Regions from separate parts of the Gasterosteus aculeatus genome. Here region 1 is linked to region 2. A link is a contact called in public Hi-C data. All regions are on one chromosome and are shown on one strand. Each heading gives the region's core, a stretch centred on a gene start, on an enhancer-like site or on the middle of the called end of the contact. The rest is flanking DNA. Distances are from core to core; before and after follow the strand shown.

Region 1 (3,964 bases), core at 215-2,714, 54 kb after region 2:
GTTCTGTTTTATTATCATCTTCTCCTTCTCCCCCTTTTCTACCTTCCTCCCCCCCTGTTTTCTCCTGCCCTCCTAGCGCTTTGCCTCCCCCGTTGTCCCGGTTCACAGTATTAGGCTGGATTATGGTTGTGTGGTAGTAGACGCGTGTTCTGTGTGGTCGGTGAGTCCACTTCGTCGTGTTATGATTTGTCGCTCCTTTCGATGCCATTGAACACCGGCGTCGGAGTGAAGACAAAGGATGAAAGGGGGCGACCCAGGTTCCCTAAAAAAAAAAAAAAAAAAGAATAAAAAAACACTGGTTCCCATTTTACGCCCCTACTCATTTCTAAAAAGAAAAAAGCACTTCTGGAACTTTCCCGCTCTGCACAGCACCGTTGTGGGATCTTTCTCTGGATGTGAAAGCCAACAGACTCTTATGTGTTTTCTCTGATGACATCTTGTCATTCTTTACCAATGGGGGGGTCGGGTTGTTCTGATGCTGTGACTGTGAGTCTACACTCACTTTCGGGCTGCTGGGGTCAAGGTTAAGAAATAAGCATTTGCATCTATTCAAGTCCGGCAAACCCTCGAAATCTAGTAAAGGCTTTGAAAAAAAAAGATTTGCTGTCTTTCACCGCTCACATTTTCTGCCAGAGATCCTTTATCAAATACATTGAACATGTTCAATTGACACTTTGACAGAAAATGGGCCAGTCGACACGTCTTTGCAGCCGAGGCCGTCGCCTCACACGTTCTGTGTGTCGTTGCTCGATTCCTTTCCTCCGCTGTAATATTTGAGAAAGCAGGCTGAGCGATGTCCTCCTCCCGTGTGCCCTCGCATGGGCTTCATGTGCTGCAGCCTTAGACGCAGCGACCTCCCTGCCGGGATACCTTCTGCTGCGTGACTCTCCAAAGACACGTGGAGACGGATCCTGAGACGCCAATAATCACGGCTTATTTTTGAGCTGAGCCTAAAGTTTTATGTTGACAAACAGGACTGAATTCCTTCATGCATTTCCTTGGTTTCCTCTCTGTCGCTCTTGCATCCGTCTCCTGCACCGGATCCCGACAGCTGCTGCTCCGATTGGACTCGATGGGAGTTGAATTATCAGAGCTGAGAGGAGCAGTAATGGGATGATGGAGAAGTGAGCTCCACTGATTCGGTGATTACTGGCTTCATTAATCTCATTTCCATAACACCCTTCCCCATGACGAGGTGTCGTGCAAATACTGAAGGCTGGATGTGTGGTTTTATTTTAGCGTCTTCACATATCTGTTAGAAGGTAGTTCTCTCTAATTGGACAAAGAGACGCTAATACGAAGCTGTCACTGTTGACATTCAGGCATTCGGGTTTAATTGGCGGAGCATCGCGACGGGATTGTTTAAAGCATCTTGAGGAGTCGACTGCTTCATCTTAACCTTGACCAGACAACCGCAGCCCGCCCCCCCTTCCTATGTGTCAATACTGGGCCCAAGTGGTCAATGTGAGTAACAGCAACAAAGTGGGACCATGACGCTGTCGTAACAGTATCATTGTGTGTGTGTGTGTGTGTGTGTGTGTGTGTGTGGAAGGAAAACAAACCAAGCTCTGGGTCTCATGCCGTGAAACGCTAAAGAGAGCAAATGTTAGTTTTTTCTTACTGTCCGGGGTGACGTCCACTCTCTCAGAGGGGTGTTGAGAAGCGTTCTGACCCGGCTCGCTGTGACTCTAAACACTTTGAGTAATAACAAAACAAACGCGTCACATCACCGTTCCCTCTCAGCGATACGGCTGAAGGGTGAGCAGTAGTTGGCCTCACATTCAACCACTTTCTTTCTTTTGGTTTCGGCAGGTTGAATCTATGCATGCCTTTTGTAATCAGTGAGAAACTCTCCGCTCGGGGGGCCGTCGTTGCTGCCATGGGACTGGTTGAAACCGACTCGGCACGAGAGCAGCTGGGACCCTTCAAGTGTTTTCAGCCTGGTAATCACTTCACACACATTCTAAGGAGTGTGCGTCTTACAGAAGAAGCATTCGTTTACTTGGGATGATTGTACTTTTACACGTATGTACGCGCGAGAGGACGCGGTCAGCTGTAGATAACTACTGATATTCCAAGCAGGACGGCAGGACTGATCAATGCCGTATGGGGGATTGGATTATTAATGGCAGACTTTCATTGATCTTGAACCTTCTCCCTCTGAAGTGGGAGCAGGTGAGCGGCGCTCTCACAGACCTGGTTAGCACTCATTTCTAGGTTTCCACACGACCTTTTAAGACGATTTTCCTCTCTTAAGAACGAGATGGCGCCACATTTAAGACTATTTCTTTTGCCAGGTCTGAGCCAGTGTAACGCTCTTTTCCCTCTCCGTCACTTCAGAGGAAGCGGCCACTGTGTCTTTAGCTCTGTATTTGTTGGAGCCCTCGAACAGAAGATATAGTTAATAATAGTTTAAGTAAAGTTCTCAAATTGGCTAAATTATTTTTCTCTTCTTTGTCTTTCTCTCGTTTTCTGTCTCTTCTCTGTCTTTCTCTCTTTCAACTTGGCGCCGATCTCGTTAAACACACAGCCGATGCGTATTCGTGGCCTTTAGCCGCGGCCATTACTGACCCCAGAAACCTGGGAATGGGTGCTGAGCGCTCCGATGTAATGCAGAGCTAACAATTAACCACTAAAGCACATGACATTCCTCTCTGTTCCCTAAAAACACGCGACTGTGCCAGAATTATTAACATTTCCATGCTGCACCGCGCTGTGTGTGTGTGTGTGTGCGTGTGGATCCTTGGGCGTAAAGAACAGGAACTGTATATATTAGAACTATTAGCCATATCATGTCATCAGATCTGTAGACCTCCTTGCCATGTCTGCCAGAGGAAAATGACTGTTGAACTGTAAATAGTGTAGTTATAGTAATAGAGGATTTAAAAGCTGTTTCTTTACTCCAGGGATCACGCGTGTTTTGCTCAGTCCCATGGCTGCTTGGTCCCAAAGGGAAAGATGAGACAATAATGTCCTCGTCTAGAAAACACGTATTAGTTCTTTTTTTTAATTTTGAATTCATGTTTTATATACTGTCTGTCTTGTAAATGAACTCCTTTCATCATAAAAGCATGATGTTACTCTGTCAAAAGTGTCCCGTGTCTCTCTTCGCCTGCCGCTGATATTTAGGAACCTCCACCACGTGGTCATTAGAACTGTTTAATTTAAAGCATTGGAATTAATCTGCTGCCATAACAGCGTCCACTCTTTTCGCTGGCTCCCTCTGAGCTGCCACATGTTCATGTTAAGTATGAATACGTTAGGATATTGTATGAACAGATGCATACGTTAACGCTGTTATAAACTATTTAGCGCTGGTAAACAGCTGGTATTTTAAAACTCTTATTTACATTATTAAGTGTGATTTTATTCTGATGATTTTCACAAAAGCAGTTGATCATTAAAAAATGTCTTTGATGTATTCTGTGATATTTATTATAATATAATATTTATTTATTAAGTCCTTATGAGGACGTAAAGAACAGACTCTCATTTGTCTTGATTGACAAAAGCTGGGATACAATATTAATTTTGCCATGTTATAATGATGGACTATTGGTTGTGAGCTGGTTCTGAGTATAGTTAGAACATATTAAATAGTCTATTTTGGAGTGTGTTGTTTGGTGTATTCTCTCTCCATGCGAAGCACAAAGGGAAAGGGAGGCAATAGCTGCACCACATTCACACAAACCGATGAAGCTCGATCGTATCTGTTTACTAACTGCCCAAACAGTATGACAATTGGTATATAGTCCAAACTGTATCGATGGCTTTGGGGACCTGATTGTAGACTTATCGATAACAGAAACGATGGCTCTGTTATGCTCAGGAGAATCATCACAGATTAAGGGTGAAGCACAATAACAAGAACCTGAATAGATTTCATCCACCATTAAAAATGTTAAATAAAATCAAAATCAGTAAACATATATATTTTGATTTTGAGCCTCAGACGAAGGTGTCA
Region 2 (3,952 bases), core at 1,417-3,916:
GGTCTTTCAAAACTCACTGGAATCGAGCGATGTCATGGAGGGTTGAGAGTAAGCCGCCGGCAGATACAATGAAATGGAAATGCAAATGTCTTTACAGGTGTTTCATTACACAGAAGCACATCTGTTAGGCAAAGCAGCAACATTACTTTGAGTCTCACTGGTGATTATTATTGCATTCAACATTACCACCTTCATAAATGTTATCAAATCAATTCTAGTGAAAGTGGTTTAGAAAATGTAATGCAACATTTCTAGAGTACAAAGAATCCGCTCATGCCTTTTGAGTTTTTCTCTTCTCTTTCTTTCCATCCAGCCTTTGACTCCCTGACTCTTCCTCCGGCTCTCCGTCATCCTCATCTTCCTCCCCTGGGCCCGCTTCAGGTTCCTTCTTCTTGTTTCTGTACGTCTTGTCTTTGATTTCTTTTTTGGCTCTCCCTTCCTTAAATGTTCCTTCTCTTCGTTTGATGGATTTTCTGTCCGGGGGTGGCTTATTTCGGAGACCTCTTGATGCTCGTGCTGTCGCTCCTCTCTTTGACTTTTTCACTTTGCCTCCTCCCTCATCGGCGTCATCGTCCTCCTCGTCCTCTTCATCGTCGAGGTCTGGTAGCCACTGTGACATGACCTCCCACAGTGTGGTCTCGGGCTGAGGGCGAGAACACATGACGCGGCTGACACGTTAGGATCGGTGGTACATGTACACCGGCTTGTCTTCATGTCAGTAAATGAACGTGTCAGATAGGTGAATCCAGGTCATTTGCTTCACTGTCTTTACCTCTGGTGGTGGTCTACTGTGTCGTAGTCTGCCGGTCCGTCTCACTGTCAGTCCAACGTCTTCCTCCTCTGCTGCCCTCTGACCACGCAGGCTTTCTGTTTTTTTTAAAGGAGACCGTTTAGTCAAGGTAGCCACGTCATTTAGTAACTGTGGTTGTACTTTTAGTTGACTTGCCATGAAGCTTCTGAAAGCCTGAGGTCACCACCAGGATGGAGATGGCCACAAACAGACAGCGGTTGAGGGTGACGTTCTCCCAAGGCGTTTCAATCTGGGTCAAGTTCTGGATGGACGAAGCTTTACGTAAGGCTGCCGAAGGAGAGGAAGAGGAGGAGACGCTGTCATTGTGATCCAGTAAAGTTAACCGGGGGTGGTTGTTACTCACTTGTTCGGGGGAGGCTCGGCTCCCTGAGTAAAATCTTGGGTTCCGCTCTAACTGGTTGTGAAAACGTAGGAATTTCCTGTTGAACACAACAACAATATGATGTATTCTGGATGCGAACATTGAGAAGAAAAGTTAATTTGGTTCATTCCAACTAACCTCTTTGAATTTTCTTGTAGTGCTCATTTCTGAAACAGACAGACGGAGATGTACCGAGGGGATAAACCACAACGAACCGCCATTCCTTCACACTTATTCATGTTAATTTCATTTCTTGTCGTTCTTTACTTAGTATTCCTCGTCTGGAGACCTTGAGAGACTTTACAAAATGATTTCAGTCCGGACCAAAGCGCAAAACAGCCTCACAAGCAGGACTTTGTCTTTATTTGTAGAGAGCGAGGCTCACACCCGCCCCCCATTCAGCATTATCCCTGCGTTGCCTTTGACAAGGGGTCCAATTTCAGTCGCTCTCTGCGCTGCTGTTTTTATTTATAGAGTCGTACAATATATGTACCAAGGCTTTTATGTGCAGGCATCACAGATACTGTGTATATATGTACAGTATGTGTGTGTGTGTTTGTGTGTTCGTCGCCACCTGTTCTGAGGATCTGCGGAACAGGCTTCTGTGGAGGAGGTACTGCTCTTGGTGGCCTTAACTCCTCTTCAAATGTCTCATAGCTCTCTTCCATCCCTTCCCTGAGAGAACGACAGGGAAGAAGATGGATGTGGCTCAAAACTGAGTTTGTTTAGAAATGAGTCTGAGGATTCCGACGTGTGCATTTTACTCAACGCTTGTGTGTCACATGCAAGTGAGCCTGACTAGTCAGAGGTCAACCCATCCTACCGATTTTTGTAATTCTTTATAAATGCTCTATTTGTGGCTGCTGTTACATCCCCAAAACTAGACAGAGAGGTCAATCCTTCACTTTGTAAAATCTATTTTCCATTTTCTCATCGGCTCGTGTCTTACATGACATTTGTACCCGGACATTGAGCTAAAGTCCTAGCAGGCCTATAAATAGATGAAGCCGGGCCACCGGAGGGACAAAGTGATAATAGAATAGAAAGAATATACGGGCAGATGTTACCATTACTCCAGTGGTTAGCATTGCCCCGCGAGGAAGTCTAACCTTTGGCCCCGATTGAAATAAGGACCTACCTGTCACGACATTTGGGGTCGACCCCGGGCGGCGGCGGCGTCCAACCTTTGTCACAGAGCCTGTTGTTTCTCGGTAGAGATGGCAGCAGTCAGGCTCTGTGCTGCGTGACAGCCAAGAACAGGTGTGGGAGAATGAAAAAACAAAAAGAATTGTCAGTCAGTTCACATTGACATGTGCCGTGCGGCTGTCGAATCCCAAAAGGGGGCCGAGGTCCGCAGAGAAAAAGCCAAACCGGATACCACATATGGGAAGAATCTTATAAAAATCGTATTCGGTTTCAACCCCACAGATTTACAGCAACACGAATGAGAGAAACATTTTTTTTTTCCTCATGAAGTCTCCAGCAGATGGCGGCCCTGTACTTGCGAGTTTCAAGCGGCTTTGCTCCTTGAATGAAGTCTGTAGAACGTCCGACTAGCTGACTCTCAGATTAGCAGCAGGACTGACTCACGTCTAATGAGCCCACCATCAAACATGTGGCCATCTGTCCGTCAAGTTATAATCTCATTATAATCGCTATGTTTCCTTCGGACAGTGTTGCATACGTGTGTGTGTGTGTGAGAGCGATGGAGGCCACTAACGGGCCACAGAGCAAACACATGATGATGAGCTTCTCTCGGGATGAGGTGGTTACAGGCCTGCTTCGTGTGGGAGGAGAGAGGAAGTGTCGATAAACACACTTGTGTCTATGGTGATGACTCATGCCTCCGTTGGGATACATTGCAGCTGAGTCACGCAGCGATACACCCATCAGCAATCACTGTGAAGTGGATTGAAGCTGTGTAACCTTTCGCCGTGGGAAGACCGTCCAAGGAAATGGTCTCAAACAGGACCCCGAGCAGCATCTCAGGACGGTGTGTCCCAAAACTGACACTACCAATCTCTGTCAGTTGTGGTGCTTTTAAATAAATCTTAAATTGGGTGGCTCAATATTTCAGCAACTATTAAATACATTGCCATGAGGTTTTGTTCCCCTGAAAAAACACGTATTGATTGATAACTAATGGTGACAACTGGTGATGCTCTCAATTATGATCAATCAAGTAAAGATTTTCATTCGTCCAATGCTTGGGTTTATGTTCCAGTGAGGGGCAAACGCTGTGCTTTGTGTTTACTGCTCATTAGCAAAGATTAGCTTGCTAACACAACAAAGTAAAATGGCGACGGTGGAGGAAATCAGCGTGTGAGCATTGCGAGCATCCAGTCCAAACAGTGCTGAGAGTTGTAGGCATTCATCCTATGTGTTGATTGAAATATTTACTGTAAATGGATAAACATATGGACAAATCCCCATTAAAACAAAGTATACATTACGACCGGCTTCCAAAATACAATATTTCATCCAGTTCCATTTCAGCTCATCAATTCGTGGGGGTTTATCTCCTTTTACAGCAAAATAGACGTTTTTTATTTATTATTTATAATTATTTTCTTTTATTTTGTTTATCGCTGGCAGCGCTGTCAAGGCCATTAGCAGAAAGCTGTGAAGGTAATCCCTAAACTATTAATTTGGAATGTGCTACCTTCATATTCATATTTCTCCTGTAGATTCCTTTTTGTAGGCAACAAAACAATGTGCTGTGCACCCCTCAGCTGAATTTAATCTGTTCATTTAGTTTGTTTAAAACAAAGAGTACAATA

Evidence for each region. A called contact is a pair of places that touch in the nucleus more often than the background predicts.
Region 1: a Hi-C map of skeletal muscle shows a contact between it and region 2, with 5 times the contacts expected there. The contact joins the enhancer-like site here to the promoter of LOC120815997 in region 2. A contact is called at or near these places in 2 of 6 Hi-C or Micro-C datasets (skeletal muscle and tail fin).

What each region holds. Positions count from the first base shown.
Region 1 is chr3:8,418,872-8,422,835 of fGasAcu3.hap1.1, forward strand. No RefSeq gene overlaps it. Among protein-coding and RNA genes, the nearest start is that of onecut3b, 16 kb to the right of the region's middle. Within about 2 kb of position 1,465, at least 3 of the 9 cell types and tissues checked have open chromatin away from gene starts, as enhancers often do.
Region 2 is chr3:8,363,709-8,367,660 of fGasAcu3.hap1.1, forward strand. LOC120815997 reads right to left here and starts at 2,667. Exons shown (of 7, transcript XM_040171182.2): 1 at 2,311-2,667; 2 at 1,747-1,847; 3 at 1,311-1,339; 4 at 1,155-1,230; 5 at 947-1,078; 6 at 773-867; 7 at 1-643. The coding sequence starts at 1,840. The coding sequence ends at 272.